Regions from separate parts of the Drosophila melanogaster genome. Here all the other regions are linked to region 2. A link is a contact called in public Hi-C and targeted proximity ligation data. All regions are on one chromosome and are shown on one strand. The core of a region is the stretch at or near the end of the contact, and the rest is flanking DNA. Distances in the headings are between cores, read along the strand shown. Region 1 holds the start of Clamp (Chromatin-linked adaptor for MSL proteins). Region 2 holds the start of CG2201. Region 3 holds the start of RpL21 (Ribosomal protein L21).

Region 1 (4,090 bases), core at 984-3,483, 550 kb before region 2:
GGTGTGTCAACTCTTTATTAAACCAAGGAGGTTTAAGGAGTTTAAGTCGTGCGTATTGGGTTGGCACGACAAAAGGTCATAACTTTACACTTGGAGCCATTTAAGTCTAACACGTGTGTTGTTGCCCTCGATGATTTTCTTCTATTCCTCAACTTCACTGAATTATTTCATCCTCACTTCGTTTCCACGAAACTCTACCAAAACAACAACTGGCGCCATGCTCATTTGAATACATACACAAAGGATTTTTACTCAATAACGGAACGATTTCCATGAATTTCATTACTCTTAACTCATTCTTAACATAACGGTTCAAAAACATAATTTCGGTTACATTCAAATACTGCGTTAGATCTACTCAATCTCCGACATACATATGTATATTAAGCCGATATAAAACACATGCGGTTTGAACACAGAATAAAAGCGGGAAAGATATATATCTTAATGTAAACACATAATTAATTTCTAATTTCTTTTACATCACAAGCAGCTAAACAGATATACATATATTTCATTTAAGTTCTATTACCACCAAATTATTTTTAAATAAGAGAGAACGCTTAAGCAAATTTGTTGGACATTGAGATACCGTTTACACAGCCAGAAGGAATGCAAAATATAAACAATGAAAACAAAAAGTTTTGGGTGTTGAATTGGTCGTGGCGAAATAGTTCAAGCATATCAATACAAATTATCAAGAAAAACAACTTAATTTTTTAAGATAAAGAACTTTTCAAAAGTATACGAACAGAAGGATTGGTAGCCGAAGACAAGAATATAAGCACGTTATAATGCCCGAAACGCTTCCTTCCGTTCCTTCTGACATAATTTTTTCCAAAACCATACACATAATCGTTCGAAATCACTACCATAAAACTTGTCTTTTCATTCCTCAAAAATAGCTAATAAATAAGCTTACTATCTCAAGACATTCCCTTAAATGCTGTTGTCATAAAAAACATTTGACCACGTTGGTTGCCTTGCCAACACTAATAAATTTTTGAATTTGGGCGCCGAGAGTATTTAAATCTTTTGGAAGCTGAAATTTTCCAACACCAAACAGGACTCGCAGAACTTTGTTCATCCAGGATCTTAAGCTCAAAACCAAAACGTATGCGAATTAAAATTGCTGCTATTTAATTATTTAAAAGAATAGTTTTTATTTTTTATTAATTAATATTTATTCGGCGACAGACTTCCTCACTTATACTATTACAAGACACTTTATTACTAGCTTATCTTTGATTTGAAGCTGTTCACGATCTCGTCCCGACTCAGACTGATCTTCTAAATCTTAATCCTAATCCACTCAACCTCGGCCAGAAGCTTTTCTTTAGGATTCTCTTAAGCTTTTTAATATGTTTAGGATAAAAGCTTTACACTGAAATTATTTCCCAGCATTGTGAAATTCAAATTTGCTGACTGACGCAGTTTGACTGAAGCGCAATAAGTTGACCATGGCTTGGTCTCCAAGTGGAAGTTGTGTTTACTTTAAGTTTGGTTATATATCGGGTGGCTAAGTGTTGGCGTCAAAAACAAGGGCAAAGGCAACGCTGCTGAGATTGGAGTTAGAAATTTGTTTAGCTTTTGGTAGAGTGCTATATTTATGGGTTGGATAACTTGCGTCACTACGTGGGGCATAAAAAATCTGTTGTCCCTTAACTCACTCCCCTACATCGAGTGATAAAGATAAATAGGAATTCCTAAAAGATTTAAGTATACAAAAATAAGTACGTTTTATATGGAATCTTTAAGAATTAGTTAAAAGTCGAGTGCCTGTAAAATTTCGTTATCTTATGGAATTTGTTATCAACCATGGCCCATGATCTTACCAAAGACACTAGAATATTCTAGTGTCTTTGCTCTTACAGTGTTACCTTAGCTTGTAGAATATTAAAAGTTAAGTCTCAATAAATTTAAAACGTGTTTTTAACGCAGCTCAGCACAAGATATTTCTTTTCGAAAGCTAGTAACAGCCAGATTCTACTGATCGTAGCGTTTGCCTTTTGAGTAAGAGACAACATGTAAGACAACATGTGATGTAATCCAAATTACGAAGTACAAAACGTATATAAAAATATTTATGTTTTCTGAGTTATCGAATTAGTGTAAAAGGGCTCTAAGAAATCCTACCAGTTCTTTGTGAATTTTGGTATATTTTCGAGGGAAATGATTATTTTCATGAGTCGTGAAACGGTCACACTTTTAAAAAGTAAAACTGCTGCTCGTCTGCTCTATCTCTGAGCGTTGTTCTGTCTCCATCTCTCTTTAGCAATCGTAAAAAATGATGGACTGAAAGTTAAAGTGCTGGAATTTGTTAGAAAAAGATAACACTATTTAAATATATATCTTGTATTATTCCAAACAATATATCGTTAAAATACGTTATCAATTCACGAATACAATTTTACACCACTCAAATCTTAACAATTTTATTGTGGAGCAGGCAGTGCGCAATTTATGGTGTGGTCCGGTTGCGTAAAAGGTAATTTTAATAATGAAAAAAATAACACATGTAGTGTAATATTGTATGATAAAAAAACAAATGTGCTAGACTCCAGTTTAGATACTAGAGTCTGTTAATGTAAAGAGCTGCTGCATTAAACGTTCGTCTGTGTATGTTTTGTGTCGCGTATGTACATATTTTTTGTCTCACCGTCGCCATTTTTAATCAGTCGTTTTCGCTGGGTTCCTATGGCACTATATTCATCTCTTTTTCTCTTTTATAGAATTAGCGTCGCGTGATGCAGTGTTGAAAAGCGCGACAGAGCTGCAGTAAATAAAAGGCCAACGTATGATAAAAGTTAATTTTTGAGCATACTCGAATTTTGGGGACCATGGAAGACCTTACCAAAAACATTATCTTCACAAATGCCATTAATGGGCAACCGGCCACAATTCAATACCAGACGGCGGATGGCACCATTCTTAAACAGCCCAAAATAGAGGGCCAAAAAACGGAGCAGCAGCCTACCTTCTATTACACGACAAATGTAAGTAGTTTACTTACTATATGTTATTGGTGCTGACTTTTCATATTGTCTTCACATAGGGCAATGGCGGTACCGTCAATCTCGCACAGCTGGCCACCACAGACGACAATAAGACGTGTTATATAGCCCAGCCCGTGGGCGGATACAATTACGCCCTGGTCAACGGAATGCCTCTCAATCAGGGTGCAGCTCTTGGCATCGCCACGGTAGACGCACAAGGCCGCATCCAGATTGTCAATCAAAATAAGCCAATTGCAGCTGTATGTAAAAGGAAGACTCGTTAAGCAAAGCCTAAAGATTTTCTTCTTTGCAGAACACCATATCCAACATAAGCTTTAAGTGTGACGTATGTTCAGATATGTTCCCTCATTTGGCACTTCTTAATGCTCATAAGCGGATGCATACAGACGGGGAACAGCAGCAACAACAGCAACATAACGCCCAAGCGGGCGGCGATTCTATTGCCGTGGTCAGCGCGCAGGGGCTTGTGCAGGCACAGAACATTATTGGAAATGGTCAGATGGGCCAGATACAGATTGTGTCTTCTGACACGCTGGAGCCGGTTCAGCAATCTGTAATGCAGCAGCAGCAACATGAGTCAAAGGCAAGCAAGTGCATAAATTGTGGAAGCTCTATGCTGCAGCAGTCCAAACGCAAAGGTCCAAAGCAGGTGCGCTGCGAGTCCTGCATGCAGGCTGAACAAACAGCGCAACAACAACAGCAGCTCTTCGTCGCCCAAGACGGTAGTTGTGAAAGATTACATTCTAAATGGACCATAACTAACTTCATCGCATCTTTTGCAGGTCAAATGGCGCATCCCGTGCAAATCATATCAACGACTCCTCAGGCCCAAGCACAACTTCAGCAAATTGTGGCTGCACAGACTGGCGGTACAACGCCAAAGCGAGAGGCGAGCAGTGGGTCTGGCCATCATCCTGTGAAAAAACGAAATTCCCAGCAGATGACCAAATGCCAGAAATGCAATGGCTCCGGCGTGGTGCTAGTGGGGCAGCACTCCCATGCTTCACACAGCGGGGTGGGCGGATCGGTAAAGCAATCAGTTACTGTTAAAACTGAGTGAGTATAACATGAAA
Region 2 (3,579 bases), core at 741-3,240:
TATTATACCGATTGGGAAAAAAATTTTATGTAATTGAAAAAAAATCTAAGCACTTAAAAAAGGCTATTATCTAAAAATTACAATTAAGGTGGATAGGTCAAATCATTTATATGCTGGTGCACAGCCTCTTGACATTTAATAGAGAAATTTTGGGACAATCTTATTAATCTATTATAAACCACTTCAATATTGGCTCGGTTATGTAAATGAGCTGTTGAGTGATGCCAAGGGTGATTAAAGATTAGTTTTAATATTTTGTTTTGTCTGATTTGTAGCAGGTTAATGTGACATTTGGCCATTTCTGACCATACTGGAGCACCGTAAAAAGATAGTGCTTGGAAGATTGACCTGAACAGAACATTTTGTTTTCAATGTTTTATCTGGAATTTATGTTTATAAATGGATAAAGCGAGCAGATAATGGCTTTAAGTTGTTCGATTGTGTCACTTATGTGATCTTTGAATTTTAGCCTATTGTCTAACGTGATAGATACCCAAGTATTTGACAGTTGTTTCCCAGTTGTTTCTGCAAAATTAATTTCGATAAATCTCTGGGAAGTGTTCCATCTTCCAATCCTTCTGGATACCAATTTATACTAGTCTTTACCCTATTTTACCCTTTATCCGTAGACAAGATTATTTGAAAAGATTTTATCAGGTAACGTTTTTTTTTTTATTTTTTGTCAGAATCAATAGTCTAGCCAAAAAAAATAAATGCCAAAAATCTTTATCAAAGGTGTGGGCGCGCGATTTTTTGTCGGCTTGTAGGAGTGGAAATCTTTTTAAACATGATTGATTTTATTCATAAGTTTGCAACGCAGGTAAGAAAATATTTACGTACTCATATTATTAAGCATGTATTTTATAAGATATTTTGTCGGCCGTATGAACGTCGAGATTTCAGGAACTATAAAAGCTGCGTTGAGATTAAGCATACAGATTCTAGAGACACAGACGCAGCGCAAGTTTGGTTTGTCTTGCCAATTTCTAGACTATAGCATTCTCTGTTGTTTTTATGTTCAATTTATTTTCCTTCGCAGAGCATATTGTCATGCCCACAGTTTCGACATTTTTTTGGGGTCTTTTTATTTCACTGCTTGTTTTGTTAATTTCTATCAGTAATGCTGCGTTAATCGTAGCAAATCGTGGCCAAATCTTTTGATTTCGTTTTTAAGTCTGCTCTGGTTTTTGCAAAATGTTTGCTATTGGAATGTTTTGTAAACAGAAAACAGCTATTTAACTGTTTTCCAAACAATAGAGCAGCCACCTTCCTTACAGTTTTAATTCCGTTGTTCGCAATTACTTTTTTACTGGACATTGTCCATTTATGTAATTAAATTAAATAGCATTATTTACGATCAGCACGTTTGTCCCTCCTTTAAATTTATTAATGAATTCTTTTATATATTATACAAGTGTTTTACTTGCCTTATTCGTTTCACCAACAGTACGGCAACCTTCGCGATAACTTTTGGTGACGTCTTAATCGAAAATTGTTGCCGACGGCAAAATATCGTATGTCAAATCTGAGGTCAGAAAAAATTTTTCTAAAATAACTAAATGTCAGAATAATCTTGTAATGGTGTGGAATAAACATCAATAGACCACGTATTTCCCCTTAGTAAATAAAATCCTATTTGATAGAAAACAGGCATTTACTTTTCATTACGGCCATTCAAAAGTGCCCGTTTTATAAATAAAAAAATTCTTACGATTTTGCGATTTTAAATCGAAATCGTAAAGTTTTTACGAAATTTATTATCGGATCATGTTATCATGCGCCACAAGCCAAAAATTAAAAAAAAAAAATGTATTTGTTTTTCATTTTATTACTATATTTATGTATTGTGTATTCATATGCCTGAGGATTTGGAAATGTCTAATTTGTACTCCCGCTTGCTGAGTAACAATAGCTGAGTGCTATAGTACTATCTTTTGTTGTGTTTACTTTGACCTAAAGTTTATTTGTTTGTCATCGTGAATGTATATTAGTTGACTTCGCACACTGCAGTCCATAGAGATGCATGCTAAGCGTCAACCTTTAAATTGTGAAACTTAATAATTAAAATATTAAAATACTTTGTCATATTGACGTTCACGAACTTTTGTGTATTATTTTAATACGGAATCGACTTGGAAAATACCAGAGAGATACGATTTAGATAAAAAAAGGAAACACATTGAACCAGATGCCAGCAACAGTTGTATCATTCAGCCCGTAGTTGAAATTCAGTTCAAATTTATTATGCAGTTCGATTCATTATTGTTTTAACATCCCAATTACAAATTCGAGAGCAGATCAAAAGTGTTGCAGTACCCCTTAATAACAGATAAAGTAGCAAATCGAGTAAGAGAGAGCCGAATATCGACTCGACTCTCGCAGCTACTGCTTCACCAAAACTGAGCTTTTCTCCATGGCGCCGCCGATCAAAGGCGGCGAGTGCTAAGTAGTCGAATCTGAATCGTTCTTGTGAGTAGGCGCTTTGAAACCGTTAACGGAGACTGCGTATATACTCAATGTTATTTTATATTGCACTATAATAAAAACCACGTGACGCCCAATTCACCGCAAAAATCTGTTTTTGAAGTGCTGCTGTCAGACACCGCTTATTTGTCGGTGCCTGGCTTCCAAAATTAAATTACCAAAATTAAAATACCATAAATAAATAAGAAAGCGAAGGACAATGGCCACCAACCTGCAAAAGGTAAGAAAGGATATTCGAGACTGGTATCAGTGGCATCGCCTAACAATGCTTCACCAAGGTTTTAAAAGTTTGTGTTTCGCCAATTTTGCCCCTTACCTTTCGTACAATGCTCTGTTATTGTTGGGGCTTTACGCATTCAGATCGTTGCCCAATTTCGTATGTATGTTTTTATCTTTATATTGTAAAGGTATGTGAATGTTTGTACATATGTTTGTATGTTTGTACACATTTTTTAGCACGTGACGAAACTTGAACTTCAGTCTCGGTCGCCAGATGGTAAAGCTACTTACACGCACTTACAAACATTACAATGTTTATAAAGACTTCTTGTCATTTGCCTTGTCGTGTGTTAACGAAAGTATGGTTCATTGGCATGTTATCGCTAAATTAAGGTCTAGGTAGGAAGTATATTGTCTTTAAGTACCTGCCTTATAATCAACACAGCCTATTAAAAAATAAATGTTTTGCATTCCATTTTTCATTTTTGCGGTTCCACGTCGATTTTTAATCTCAGAAAATTTTTGTTATCGCCTCGTGGATCGCTCACTTATTCGTGCATTGCCGTTACCAATCTCCTTTATTGACTTATCAGTACTTTTTATACCCGTTACTCGTTGAGTAAAAGGGTATACTAGATTCGTTGAAAAGTATGCAACAGGCAGAAGGAAGCGTTTCCGACTATATGACGTATATATATTCTTGATCAATTTAATAGCCGAGTTGATATAGTCATGTCCGTCTGTGCGACGTCCGTATGAACGTCGAGATCTCCGGATCTCGGGAGATTGAGATTCAGCATACAGACTTAAGACATAAAGACGCAGCGCAAGTTTAATGACCCATATAGCTACGCCCACATTTTTGAACCATTTTTC
Region 3 (3,626 bases), core at 620-3,119, 620 kb before region 2:
AAGCCAAAGATAATAAATAGCTTTTTTTTTAAATTTTCATCACCTAGACGCATAGTTATTTCTAATCGGGACAGATTGACAGAGAAATTGCTATTTTTGCTTAATTTTGTATTAAAAAGCGTTCTGTCCTTGATGGTGGAAGAATATTTGACATCCCAGTTTAACCATTTTAAGGGGCTAACGCTACAGTCAATATAATAGACGTTTTAAATTTTCCGAAACATCGATATTTATTGTAGACTATGGATGCTATTAGGATCATCGCTATTCGAATAACAAGAAGAAGACCTAGAACGCTAAAGGTATGCCGAAGAAATACAAAATCAAATACAAAATGTACATATATAAAAAGATATCCTTAAAATGCAACTGTTTGAACAGCTCTCACTGATTTTTAATTTTCTAATATAACCAGTTATACCAGTTTAAATCTAATTGATTTTATATTGTAATTTTATTATACGTTTTATATTTAATTTATTCTACATATTAAATTAAATGAATTTAATAATATTTAAATCTTTTTTCTTATATTTCAAGTGTAAATGATAATATTAATTTTATTTTAGAGAACATCGGAAAACTTCGATGTTACATCCACGATTTTTGTGAAAAACATCGATGTTTCGCGCTGAAACTACTACAATCTTTGAAATTAGATTCCAGAAAAAAAAAAAACAATTTATCCTATGACGATGAATTATGCGGATCTCGCCTATATAGATTCATATATTTCTTATTAAACTATTTCATTACGCTAAGAAATGAACAGTGTGGCATGTACATATATGCTGTTAAATATTTATATGAGTGGCTTTTATAAAATTAATTATTAATTATTATTCGGTTTTTTTTTTACGATTTTTTCGATATGTAAAGCGGACACACGAAATGAAAAGTAAATGCCTTTTTTCATATTAAAACAGAACTTATTTACTCAAGAGAAGAAATAGTTTACTCAGTGGTCTATTGATGCTTATTGCACATCATAACAAGATCATTCTGCCACTAATTTATTTAATAAAATTTTTATTGCTGACGCCACTTCAGATTTGACTAACAAAATTTTGATGTCGGCAACAAAAGTTTGGATTTGTCAAGGGGTCAAACATTGTTGGTGAAACGAAACAGGCATATAAAATATATAGAAGGAATTCATTAATTTATTTAAAGGAGAGCCAATAGTGTTGTTTGTAAATAATTCTATTTGATTTAATTACTTAAGTGGTCAAAGTGCCACAAAAAAGAAATTGCGGACATCGTAATTAAAACTATGAAATATGTGGCAGCTATGTTGTCTGGAACAGCTTAAACAGCTGTTTACCGCTGAATGCATATTGCGATATCCAAACTATAGAACAAATTTTCCAAAAGCAGAGCACCTAAAAAAGAAATCAAAAGATTTTGGCTAAATCGAATTCGAAAAAAATTACGATTATCAGATCATGAATGACTTTTCTTAAAAGGGAGCAAATTAATACTGAGTAAGTCCCACGGTAGTAAAGACTTAGGCAGAACGGTTCCTGAAAATTAAAATTATTAAATGGGGCAGGACTTTATCTTCCTTAAGGTTATATGTATCTTCAAAATTGTATCAACAAATTCGCTTAAATCACAAATTATTCCCATAGCGCATATTAACGTCTTGGAGTTGAACACTTCTCTCAGCGATTATTTGTATCTAGACATTTGTATGTAGTGCAATTTTATATATAATGTTTTTATATAATGTAAATATATGTATTACATAAATATTGCATTAAATCCTTATTAATACCAAATATTCAGACTTGGGACTATTTTGCTTCTCTTAAAAGATTAAGCTTATTGTGTAACTTAGTGTGGACGGTACATAATATTTAGTTTCTAAACTCTTAATTGCTATCAGTGGCAACGCTATTCAAGTAGCCATCTTTCTTTCTTTTCTCAACTATACGACCGCGTGGACGTAAGTTCAACGAGTTTTGTTGAATATTTCTTCATTATGACTTGAAAAAGATCTAATAAGCCTCTTTTTTATAGGGGATTATAAATAAAAATGACCAACTCAAAGGGCTATCGTCGCGGCACACGGGACATGTTTTCCCGTCCCTTCCGAAAGCATGGAGTTATTCCGTTGTCCACATACATGCGGGTTTTCAAGATCGGCGACATCGTTGACATTAAGGGACATGGTGCTGTACAGAAGGGTTTGCCCTATAAGGCATATCATGGCAAAACCGGGCGCATATTCAATGTGACTCAGCACGCCGTTGGTGTAATAGTAAACAAACGCGTAAGAGGCAAAATCCTTGCTAAGCGGGTCAATGTGCGCATTGAGCACATCCACCACTCCAAGTGCCGCGAAGATTTTTTGCGCCGCGTAAAGGAAAATGAGCGATTGCTGAAGGAGGCGAAGGAAAAGGGACAATGGGTCAGTCTGAAGCGCCAGCCGGAACAGCCGAAGAAGGCGCACTTTGTTAAGAAACTTGAAGAACCGATTGCTCTGGCCCCGATTCCATACGAATTCATTGCCTAAAGGCATTTTACTGCTCGGAAATTGTACGGAATGAAATAATATTTGATATAATTTCAGTAAACAAAAAAAATGTGCCCAATATAAACAGACTTTGTAATTTTCATTTTGCAATAAGGTCGGCGTCCAACTAAAGTTTTGATCAGCGACAACGTCTGCTTATTATTGAAAGGTTTTTATGTTCAAAGTCATTTGATACTAATTACCTACCATTTTGAGTAAAATGTTCTCGACTTGTTTATTTATAAACATTTATTCACTCAAACCACAGTAGCTCACAGATTGTTTCTCGCAGTTGCGAAATTGCTGCTAGACTAAGAAAGATAAAATCAAATCCGTCCTCAAGGCTACGGCGAATATTTGATTACATTTATGTCTGCGGACAGTGCTGGAGTAATATATACGTGAGGGCATTTCCAGACGAGCCAAGTCTTGACAATTGCTGCTGTGGTTTGGCCTTTTCTACATTTTGCATCAGGCTTGTGGCCTTTCAGTGCCACATACGCCAACCATATCGTGATCTCCGTCATGCTCTCCCATAGGTTGTTTTGAAGCTCTGAAGTTGATCGACATCCATCAAAACTAAAATTGTTTAATTTGTGTGCGTTAGCAAAAACAACGTCGTCTCAGATCGGAATTGAAAGATCAGCTGTATTTAATTGGTTTATGAAAGAATTTTTTCGTAATACTCCACCATTAAAATGTATCTGGACTACTTTCGTCCTCGATCCTGGTGTTAATTTTGGAGCTGATAGCTTTAGGTTTTCCAAGCCTCTCGTGGTCGTTGATGTACGGATACGGCCCAAACGGACCGTGCAATATATTAGCAGCTGGGTTGGGCTTACAAATTTCTGCAATAAGCCGCAGAGAGATGGCATTTCGTTGAAATGTAATCAAGCTCGGAAACTCAGTATATATGTATTAGTATTACAAATGTATTAAATGGACAATTTATTAAATATAAATATACTACACAGAAAAGATGCAGCATTGAAATAGCACATTATTTGGTTTTTATACACGTATACACGTTACTCGTAGAGTAAAAGGGTATCCTCGAGTCGTTAAAAAGTATGTAACAGGGGGCCAACCCAGCCCTAATCGGTACCAT

The links. A called contact is a pair of places that touch in the nucleus more often than the background predicts.
Region 1: a targeted proximity ligation map of the Kc167 cell line shows a contact between it and region 2, with 6 times the contacts expected there. A contact is called at or near these places in 5 of 107 Hi-C or Micro-C datasets (the Clone 8 cell line, the Kc167 cell line, the S2 cell line and 1 more) and 1 of 7 datasets of targeted methods (the Kc167 cell line).
Region 3: a contact with region 2 is called in a Hi-C map of the Kc167 cell line, with 2.1 times the contacts expected there. A contact is called at or near these places in 4 of 107 Hi-C or Micro-C datasets (the Kc167 cell line, the PNm cell line, the S2 cell line and 1 more).

What each region holds. Positions count from the first base shown.
Region 1 is chr2L:22,167,286-22,171,375 of dm6, reverse strand. It overlaps Clamp (Chromatin-linked adaptor for MSL proteins), which reads left to right and starts at 2,233. Exons shown (of 7, transcript NM_001014498.3): 1 at 2,233-2,488; 2 at 2,733-2,996; 3 at 3,056-3,256; 4 at 3,310-3,739; 5 at 3,800-4,073. The coding sequence starts at 2,841. It overlaps lncRNA:CR44809 (long non-coding RNA:CR44809), which reads right to left and starts at 1,708. Exons shown (of 1, transcript NR_124437.1): 1 at 1,172-1,708.
Region 2 is chr2L:21,622,491-21,626,069 of dm6, reverse strand. It overlaps CG2201, which reads left to right and starts at 1,990. Exons shown (of 8, transcript NM_001299196.1): 1 at 1,990-2,704. The coding sequence starts at 2,684. lncRNA:CR43148 (long non-coding RNA:CR43148) reads right to left here and starts at 1,391. Exons shown (of 1, transcript NR_048035.1): 1 at 1-1,391.
Region 3 is chr2L:22,246,118-22,249,743 of dm6, reverse strand. RpL21 (Ribosomal protein L21) reads left to right here and starts at 1,869. Exons shown (of 2, transcript NM_001299204.1): 1 at 1,869-1,948; 2 at 2,023-2,598. The coding sequence starts at 2,039. The coding sequence ends at 2,518. It overlaps Nubpl (NUBP iron-sulfur cluster assembly factor, mitochondrial), which reads right to left. Exons shown (of 2, transcript NM_001273759.1): 2 at 2,756-3,626.